Regions from separate parts of the Sus scrofa genome. Here region 2 is linked to region 1. The links are chromatin contacts, called in public Hi-C maps. All regions are on one chromosome and are shown on one strand. Each heading gives the region's core, a stretch centred on a gene start, on an enhancer-like site or on the middle of the called end of the contact. The rest is flanking DNA. Distances are from core to core; before and after follow the strand shown. Region 1 has its middle 49 kb from the start of MAP3K14. Region 2 holds the start of HEXIM1 (protein HEXIM1).

Evidence for each region. Hi-C and Micro-C count contacts between places; a contact is called where the count stands out from the background.
Region 2: a Hi-C map of embryonic fibroblasts shows a contact between it and region 1, with 6 times the contacts expected there. The contact joins the promoter of HEXIM1 here to the enhancer-like site in region 1. A contact is called at or near these places in 2 of 47 Hi-C or Micro-C datasets (embryonic fibroblasts and epiblast stem cells) and 1 of 2 datasets of contacts at active chromatin or transcription factors (skeletal muscle).

The regions. Positions count from the first base shown.
Region 1 is chr12:18,091,393-18,096,347 of Sscrofa11.1, forward strand. No RefSeq gene overlaps it. Among named protein-coding and RNA genes, the nearest start is that of MAP3K14, 49 kb to the right of the region's middle. Within about 2 kb of position 1,984, at least 4 of the 83 cell types and tissues checked have an H3K27ac peak or open chromatin away from gene starts, as enhancers often do. A contact at or near this core is called in embryonic fibroblasts, where this site is marked.
Region 2 is chr12:18,267,125-18,272,079 of Sscrofa11.1, forward strand. HEXIM1 (protein HEXIM1) reads right to left here and starts at 2,965. Exons shown (of 1, transcript XM_003131323.5): 1 at 1-2,965. The coding sequence starts at 1,327. The coding sequence ends at 281. It also overlaps a transcript of ACBD4 not described here.

The DNA of each region.
Region 1 (4,955 bases), core at 734-3,233:
ATTCAATAAATGAATGAACGCATCCATTGAAAGATCTTTGAAACGCTCTTCCAGTGACCCACTTCCGCCTCCTCCCCCTCTGATTCCTCCTCCTTGGTTTGCTTTGAGGGGTGTTCCTTCCCCTGCTGCTTCTAAACGCTGGCATTCGGCCCTCTCCTCTGCACAGTTCACCCTGCCCCTCTCCTAAGCAAGCTGGCTTTAACGGCTGCACCTTCTCCAAAGGCCGCAGTCCCCCCCACCCCCAGCCCCGAGCCCCGAGCCCCGAGCCCTGAGCACAGTGTGCTTGTCCTTACCTGGTTTTCCCATTGTCCATCTTTCCCATGAATGTTCGACTCCATCAGAGCAGAGATCTTATCTGTCTGATGGATGGCTGCACCCCGGGCCCCCGTACATGCTCAGTGAATATTTGTGAAACCAGTGCATAAATAAATAAATGGGAGACTCAGAAGCTCCCTGTGAGATCCTGCTATCAGTTCAAATTCAGTGCACCCAGAGTTCCCGTCATGGCACAGTGGAAACAAATCTGACTGGGAACCATGAGGTTGTGGGTTGGGGGTCCCTGGCCTCACTCAGTGGGTTGAAGATCCGGCGTTGCTGTGGCTCTGGTGTAGGCCGGCAGCTACAGCTCTGATTGGACCCCTAGCCTGGGAACCTCCATATGCCGCAGGTGCGACCCTCGAAAGACAACAACAAAAAAATGAATTCATCGCATTCCCCCAGATTGATTTCCTTATCTCCTCCCTCCCCGCAACTCGCTTCTCCAGGCTGCTATCTCCCTCCTCCCAGTCCACCAACTTAGACTTACCCCCGACAGCTCCTTTTTCTCTCTCAACACATCAGCCACGATGTTGCCCAGGTTCTACCTCTTCTCTTTCTAATCCCCACCCCCACCCAGGCCTTGATATTTACCACCTGGACTTCTTCGACTACTCCTAATGGACTCCTCAGCTCTCGCTTTTTTGTTTTTTGTTTTTGTCTTTTTAGGGCCATATCCATGGCACATGGACGTTACTACAGCTTAAGGCAACACCGGAGCCTTAACCAACTGAGCGAGGCCAGGGATGGAAATCGCGTCCTCGTGGATACTAGTCAGGTTCATTACTGCCGAGCCACAGTGGGAACTCCCTTTAACACCTGTTTTTCCTTGCTAATCTCTCTCTTCCTTTTTTAGGCTCTGCCCCAGGCATGTGGAAATTCCTGGGCCAGGAATCCAACCTGTGCCACAGCCATAACCATAGCCATAGCAATGATAATGCTGGATCCTTAACCCTCTGAGCCACCAGGGAACTCCTCTCTTGCTAATCTCTTAACAGGATTCTAGCCCTTCTGCCAGCCATGAGATATTTAGCTAGAATGTAATAACATTGTCTCTCTCTCTCTCTTTAACATTGTCTTATTTTTATTTTATTTTGCAGTCTATTATCTATCACATGATATTGGTTTTTTAGTTATGGGAGTAATGGTCCATAAAATAAATTTATTCGAGAGAAGATACTGTAAATCATACATCCATCAAAGGAGTGGCATTCGGAAATATAAAGAACTCTTATTTATCAATGAGAAAAATCAATAGAGGAGGTCCCTGGTGGCCTAGTGGTTAGGGATGCCACATTGTCATCGCTGTGGTTTGAGTTCGATCCCTGGCCTGGGAACTTCCCTGGCCTGCATGCTGCAGGTTCAGCCAAAAAAAAAAAAAAAATCAATAGAAATAAAAAAAATAGAAAAATGAGCAGAAGACTTGAACATCTCATAAAAAGAGGATATATAAGTGACCAATGAACAGATGAAAAGTATTCAACTACATTAAGAGAAATGTGAATTAAAGGCACAATCTTATATCCCTATACACCCACTAGGATCAAAATGAAAAAGACTTTCAGTAACAAATGTTGGCAAGACTGTGCAGTCATTGGAACTCTGACTCACTGGTAGTGAGAATGTAATTTATAACAACTACTTTGGGAAACTGGCCACATCCACTGAGCGCTCCCATACAACCCTCTGACCCAGGAATTCGACTCCTACGGATAATCCCAACAGATATGAGGGCACGTGTTCACCAAGCATCATACACAAACATTCAGAGCAGTTTTACTCATGGTAGCCAGAAGCTGAAAACAATCTAGATAGACATCAGCAGTCAAATGGATAAATACATTCGGGTATAGCCATATAGCGGAATACTGTGTAAAAGTGAGAATGAATAAATTAAACTACACAAATGTTGAGCCAGACACATAAAAAGAACAGTCTTTATGGTTCCATTTATAGGAAGTTCAAAAGCGCACAAAACTAATCTGTGCTGTTACAACTCGGAGAGTGGTTACCTGTGGGGCCAAGTCTGGGAAGTGGCACAAGGCTGGCTGCTGAGGGCTCATCATATTCTGCTGTTGACCTGGGTGGAAATTGCTTTTTTTTTTCTAAGAGGAAAGATTTATTCAATCTGAAGAGAAATCAGAGTATAAAAATTTTTTTTAACATGAGCGAAAATTATTTGTGTACTTCTTCATGTGTGTTATGTGTCAAGAAAGTTACTTAATATTAAGTTTTTAAACAATGCAATATTTATTTATTTATTTGTCTTTTTAGGGCCACACCTGGAAATTCCCAGGCTAGGGGTCAAAATAAAGCTGCAGCCGCCAGTCTACACCACAGCCACAGCAACGTCAGATCCCAGCCACGTCTTTGACCTACACCACAGCTCACAGCAATGCCAGCTCCTTAACACACTGAGCAGGGCCAGGGATCGAACCCGCATCCTCATGGATAGCAGTTGGGTTTGTTATTGCTGAGCCACAACAGGAGCTCCTCAACAGTGAAATATTTAAAGACAAGCATTAAGACATGAGGACACAACAGTTCTCTTAAAGACGGAGTCTAAATGGCAGGCATTTGGGGAAGTCTGCTATCTAGACTCAAGTCTGAATGGTTATTCCTGGCTCGTTGGGTCCTGAATCGTGTCCTCGGGCAGTTCAGCGTGGTGCTTCGGAGCAGATTTGGGAATCTGATGAACCTGAATTTGAACCTGAGCTTGACCCTGAGCTGTGGGACTTCAGACAATTACCTAGCCTCTCTGAGCTTCAGCTGCTTCATGAATAGACCACTTTAGAGAGTGATGGTCCTGATCAGCGGGGCAATGTGGTCCAGCCCTGGGCCCGCAAGGTGGCTTCGTTAAATGGAGCCACGCCCGGCTGCCTGATGCTCCTTGAACAAGCCTTGCCGTTCCACACCTTTGGCACCCCCAAGCGTCTGTGTATGCTGTTTCTTTTCTACCTAGTCCATCCTACCACAGCCCATCCTTCCATGCCCAGCTCAAGCGCCACCTCCTAAGTGATGCCACGTCCCTCCGGAGGCTAGGCCCGCCCCCTGCACCATCCCATCCATGAACACATCCAACATCCAGGCATATCTCGTGTTATTGCACTTCACTGATATTGCTTTTTTTTTTTTTTTTTTTCCTTTTTTTCTTTTTTTAGGCCCGCACCCGAGGTATATGGAAGTTCCCAGGCTAGGGGGTCGAATCAGAACTACAGCTGCTGGCCAATGCCACGCCCACAGCAACGCCAGATCTGAGCTGCACCTGTGACCTACACCCAAGCTCACAGCAACACTGGATTCTCAACCCACTGAGCGAAGCCAGGAATTGAACCTGCATCCACATGGGTACTAGTTGGGTTCGCACCCTGCTGAACCACAACAGGAGCTCCCATATATTGCATTTTGTAACAGATTGAAAGTTTGCGGCAATCCTGCATCAAGCAAGCCCACTGGAGTCATTTTTTTTTCCCCCAACAAATTGGTTTACTTCCTGTGTATGTATGTCACATTTTTGTAATCCCCAAAATACTTCAAACTTTTTCATTATGATTATTATTATTATTATTTTTTATGGTCACACCCAGGGCATATGGAAGTTCCTGGGCCAGAGCTAAGGATTGAATCTGAGCCACAGCTGTAGCAACACCAGATCTTTAACCCACTGTGCCATGCCAGGGTTCATACCCATACCTCTGCAGCAACCGGAGCTGAGGCAGTCAGATGCTTAACCCATGGCACCACAGCAAGAACTCCCATTTTATGGGGATCTGTAATGTTACTATTGCAAAAAGATTAGGGCCCTGAAGGCTCAGGTGCTGGTTAGCATTATTGAACAAGAAAATACTTTAAAATTAAGGTATGTACATTGCTTTGTGTGTGTGTGTGTGTGACTCATTTTACTGTGATACTCGATATTCACTTTATTGTGGTGGTCTGGAACTGAACCTGTAATAGCACCAAGCTGTACCTATGTACATACGATTTGCTATGAACCTGAGTGCTTGGCATCTACTTATAGGGGGAGACGCTCAATACATACTCGCCAAATGGAAGAATGAAGTGCTCTTCAAATGATTCTAATTTCTCTTCAGTTTCTGGGGTGGGAGGTGGGGCTGGTTCCCTCTGTGTGCTTGTAAGCACATCAGACATGCAGCCCCGTGTTAGGAACCTCATCCACCTCTGTGGAGAACAGGGACCACGAGATGCGTCGTGGGTAAGTGGTTATCACCATGACGTCAGCCCCAAAGGTTAGGGATGTCCCCAAGTCATCCCAGTTCCCTTTACCGCCCTATATGGATAGGTCACCCATGAGCGTGCGTCCAACTTCTACTTAACCTCTTGGTAGCCGAACAGGTTCGCCAAGCCAGGCACTTGCTGATTTTGACAGTGACACTTGGTTTTCTGCGGTGACAAGTCATTAGGGAGGAAAGTGGGGCAACTCATTCCGATATGACTTCCCGGGTGATGAGTCCATGGCTCACAGGGTGCTTCAATAAACCAGGACTTATTCCCTTGGCAAGACAAGAGTTAGAGAACCCCACTTGAAACCTACATAGCCCTCCAAGATCTGGTGACAACTGTCCTGCTGACTCAGCCCATCCGCTGCACCCCTGATCCCCTGAAACATGCAGGCACTC
Region 2 (4,955 bases), core at 1,715-4,214, 180 kb after region 1:
AATGCATAACTTGGTCAAATTACTTACACATTAAAAAAGGAAAAAACTTCTAAAAAGGAAAACAAGAAAAGCAACCCTTCAGTTTCACATAATTAAAGAAGAGGATAAAGCACACAAGCTACATCATAGCTAAATTTACCAAACCAACCAAAGCCAGGGGGGATTTCTTTTCTGATTATGTGTCATAAAAAGGTCCACTGTCTTATATACACATGTATATAATGTTACATTCCATCACTGTAAAAAGTCCCCGTTGCCCCCTCCCCCCAAAAGTTTCAGCCTAGTCTCCAAACTTGGACAGCGGTGCTCGCTCCTGCTGCCTGTGCAGTTCGTTCTCCGTCAGCAGCTGGAGGTTCTCGGCGCGCAGGCGGTCCAGCTCCAGCTCCAGCTCCCGCACACGCGCGTCGTCGCCGCCGCCCAGCCGCTTGCTTTCCAGCCGCAGCCGGTTGTTCTCGTCCTCCATGCGCGAGAGGCACTTCTCCAGCTCCAAGTACTCTCTGATGAGCTCCTGCTTGCTCATGTTCTGCAGGCTCTCCGCGTGGTACCGCTCGTAGGTCTCCGAGAAGTCCCGCTGCAGAAACTCGCTGCCGTCTCCTCCCATTCCGTCGCTGCCCCCATCCTCCTCGCCTGCTTCTTCCATAAAGTCCTCATCGCTGGTGTCGTCGGATTTGGCAGCAGCCCGTTTGGGATAGAGGCCGGTTTTAAGATCCGGCTCCTCTTGGTCGTGATCATCCATGAGGAACTGCGTGGTGTTATAGGGAGCGACCGGCTGGCCCTTGGCGAACATCTCGGCTCGAATCCTGGAAGCTCGAAGGCTCTCTTTCTCGTCGAACTTTTTCTTCTCTTCCCAGGTTAGCGTGTAGTACGGTTTCCAAAGTCGCTTCTTCTTGGAGGGGCGTCTCCTATGTTTTTTCTTGCCCAATTGTCTCTGCTGCTGTCCCCACGCCTCCTCGCCCCCTGCAGCAGAAGCCCCCAACTTGTTGGCTTCGGGCCTCTGTTCCCCTCCCGCCGCCGGCGGGGGAGCTCCGCCAGCGGACAAGTCGTCCCCATTCTGGCCCTTCTCACCCGCTTCAGGGCAGCTGGATTCTGGGCTGACCTGGGTTTGCAAGGGAGGCAGCTGAGGCTCCTGGCTCCCTTCCCCCTCCTGTCCCGGACGGCCACCCGACTGGGGGGACGCTCTCGATTGCCACCTACTGTCCTCCTCGGGCACTCGCTCCTCCGCGCCTGGGGGGCGATCGGGGTTCCGCTCTTCATGTACAGCAGCGGCACCTGTACAGTTGCTAGTTTGAGGCTGGTGCTGATACTCTGACAAGAGTGGCTCATCCATGGCTAATAGAATCCTCTTCTCGAAGTTTGAAGAATTTTGGCTGTTAAGTCCTTAAAGAAAAAAAAGGTTTTTCTTTTCTTTTCAAAAATGTCCAACACAGTCCTCTTCGGTCTGTAATTCCTGCAGTGATGCCTTTAGCCAGTCCTTCTGTCAGCAAACTCCAACTGCAACTTGGGGAGTTCAAGTCAGTAAAGGGTTAAGCGCTCACAGCGCGGCCAGCTAGCGCGTCCAAGGGGGTGCAGCAGCAAAACAGTACGTAATGTGCAGAGGGGGTGGGCCTCAAGCCTCCCCGCAGCGCGCCCCGCTATCGAGGAGTTGGTGGGCAACGAGATGTTAAATCCAACGGGTTAAACCCAGCCCCGAAAGGGTTAAAACTACCCGATGACGCTGACTCCGAGGGGCTGGATCCACAAAGGGTTAAATCCCCTGCCGCAGAGCCCACAAGGGGTTAAAGTCCCAGAGCCACCTCCTCCCACTTCCACGGGTGTCGCTCCAACCCGGGCTCCCAGTTCCCTAGGCCCGGCCGGAGCCTCAACCGAGGACAGACAAACTCATCTCCCCTTTGGCTCGATGCTCTGCTCAGCTCAGTTCTCCTCCGCCTCCTCCTCTTTTTCCTCCCGCCCTCCTCCCCCTTCCGACAGCTCCTCTTCCGCCTCCTCCCCCGACTTCCCCTCCCAACCTGCCTCTCCACCTGCCAACTTCCAACTGCTGCCTCCCAGCCCGCTGCGCCCCTTTTATATAGAAGCCGGGCTGCCCCGCCTATGCGCATGCGTAACGGAGTCCCCATCCCTGGAAGCTGGGAGTCGTAGTTCCCATCTTTCAGGCCCGCCATCCTCGCGCGCCGTGCGACGTAGCCAATCCCAGGACGCGTAGGGGGCGTCTTCCAGGCCGTCTCCTTCCATCGCTTATCGCTCGCTAGAGAAACGTGGGTCACCATTGGCCAAGAGGCCCACGTCTCGCTGAGGAAGGAAGGCCAATCGCAGAGAAGATGGGGCGGGTTCTGGACCATACCATTCTGCTTCGGGAATACGAGAAGATTCCATGGCTATGAGGGCCCACACAGAATATTTTTATGAAAAGGTGCGTCTTAAAGGCTTTTTTCGTATTCTGTCCTCAGCGGAAAGGTTCTGAAGGTCATAAACATGTGTTAACTAAAGCAGGAATGGTTTACTCCTAAAAAATAGTCCCTAAAGTGCAAAAGAGGGTTAAATTCTATAAAGAGAGATATTGGCCCAAGGCTAATAAGTCTTAGATTCCTAAGATTACAAGAATGGCTTCAGAGTGTGTAGCTAGTGACTGGGATTGACATTTGCGGAAGGATATTGTGAACACAATTTGTGTTTTTTAAAAAAGCGCATGAAGAGGTAAACAAATGAAGAATAAAAAGTGCCGCCTTAAAGGGACAGTGTGACCGCAATCTCGGACTAGGCCTCCAAAGATGAGAAGGCAGGTTCGAGTCCTGGGTGACGTCCACCTTCGGACTGGCCTTGGGGTTCTTGGCCGAAAGTGGCGGAGTCCCAGCCCCAGCGTGGTTTTTTTCAGGACTGCCGCCGCCCCAGGAGCCAGTGCAAAATGGTGGGCCGTGACCGAGTCTCTAGCCTGAGCGGGGGAAACGCTGGGTGTGCATGCTGTCCGGCCCGGGGCGGGAAGGCCTTGCCCCTGCCCCCTCCCCCCTTCCCCCGTCCCCGGGGCCTCAGGTTCTTTGGAAGAAAATGGCCTCCTGAGGCCTTCTTGGTCTCTTCACTTGGGAACCGACCAGGAAATGCCCAGATAGAAGAGTGCAGGGCGGCTGATGAGCTGCTTTCTTGGGGGGAGGGGTTTGAAATTAATAAAGAGTTGAAATAATCAATCCTGGCTACGCAGAGAGAGAGAGAGCAAAAGAGCCACCAAGGCTCTTCGTCAGTGGGCGCTAGGCAACACCCTGAGGAAAGCAGAGCCAGAGGCTCCCCCAGGAGGAAGTCTTGCCCAGAAATGGGGGCAGGGGGATTCTGGCCCAGAACTATGGGCAGATTCATGGGGGTGGGAGGGACATACTCTCCTTGGGAAAGTTCTCCAGATTCCAAGCTCCCGCCCAAAAGATAGGGCCCAGAAGTAGCCCAAACTCTGTTCAAATCACTTAAGCCTCTCTGTAATCTCAGTTGGCCATACACTCAGTGACCCATTCCTACTATTTCTTACTTACAGCCTTGTCTTATATTCCAGCTGCTTTCCACTGCACAACGTTCTTTTACACACAGAACCATTTGCTCCACCACAGCCCTGCGGGTTAGGCAGAGTAGGGATTATTGTCTCTATTTTAGAGATAAGAAACCTCTTTAATGCTCAGAAATTAAGTGATCTGTCCAGGGTCACATGACAACTAAGTGGCAGTTTAGGCCAGAGCAAAGGTCTTTGTGACCCCGTACCATTTTTCTTTGTCACAGACACAAAACTCTTTTTTTTCGTATGAACTCTGGATTTAGTTCCTTTTTTTCTTTTGCACCTGCAGCATATGGAAGTTCCCGGGCCAGAGGTCCAATCAGAGCTGCAGTTGGGGCCCACGCCACAGCAACACCAAATCTGAGCCACCTCTGCAAACTAAGCTGCAGCTTGCGGCAATACTGGATCCTTAAACCACTGAGTGAGGCCAGGGATTGAACCCACATCTTCACAGAGAGGTACGGTCCTTAACCCACTGAGCCACAACAGGAACTCCTGGATTTAGTTCCTTTTCATCCCCAACAGCTTCAGCCTAATTTAGGCTCTTATTTCTTCCTTTGGCAATGATTTGATAAGAGAGCACAATGATGAATAAAGTATCATCCTTGCTACTCAGGGACTGTTTGGAGAGACGACCCAACCACAGTAAGCCAGAATAGCAAGTGAAGAAAATCCTGGTGGGAGTTTATGAGCCAAATTGCTTAGGAGTTGAGAATTGTGGACAGATTTCATGCAGGAGATGACTTCTTGGCCGTCTTTGAGTAGCATGAAGTAGGGCATTCTACAAAGCACATGCAACTTGTCCAAAGAAAGGACCTGTCTGGAGACTCGGGAGCTGTCCTTGGGGAAGCGATGACGGGCACGCCCAAAGGGAAAAGGCAAGCAACAGTGCCCCTGGGGCACCTCCAGATGTTTTGAAATTGAACATCCTAGCCTGTTTCCCTGAGCTTCCAAGAACTCTGAAAAGCCTGCCCCTCCTCTGTGCTGCTCATCAGTCGCAGGTGCCCTGAGAGCAAGAACTGCCCCTCATACTGGGAGCGCCCTGAGGTAAAGGGATTTTGCAGAGAACTCCACAGTCACAGTTTCAGACACCAGAGGACGCCTGGCTATCCTCAGTCAGGGGCTTTGGAAGGTACAGCTGAGCCCAGCCTGGTCTACTGGATAGGGCTCAGCTGCATGGGCTCATTTGTCCTATTAGGGGAGGCGTGGCCAGACTCATGGGTTGTGGAATTCCAGAATTCTATGAAACAAGAGGCCAGGCACCCTGCTATTAGCTGAGGTTTAACTCTTCGCCAGGCATTTTACATGTCCTGCTCATATAAACCCCTGGACTGCCTTTACAACGAAGAGATCCTCGTCGTTATTCCACAAATAAGGTGACCCAGGCTCAGAGCAGTTAAGAGTCTTGCCCAGGTCACACAGCTAGTAA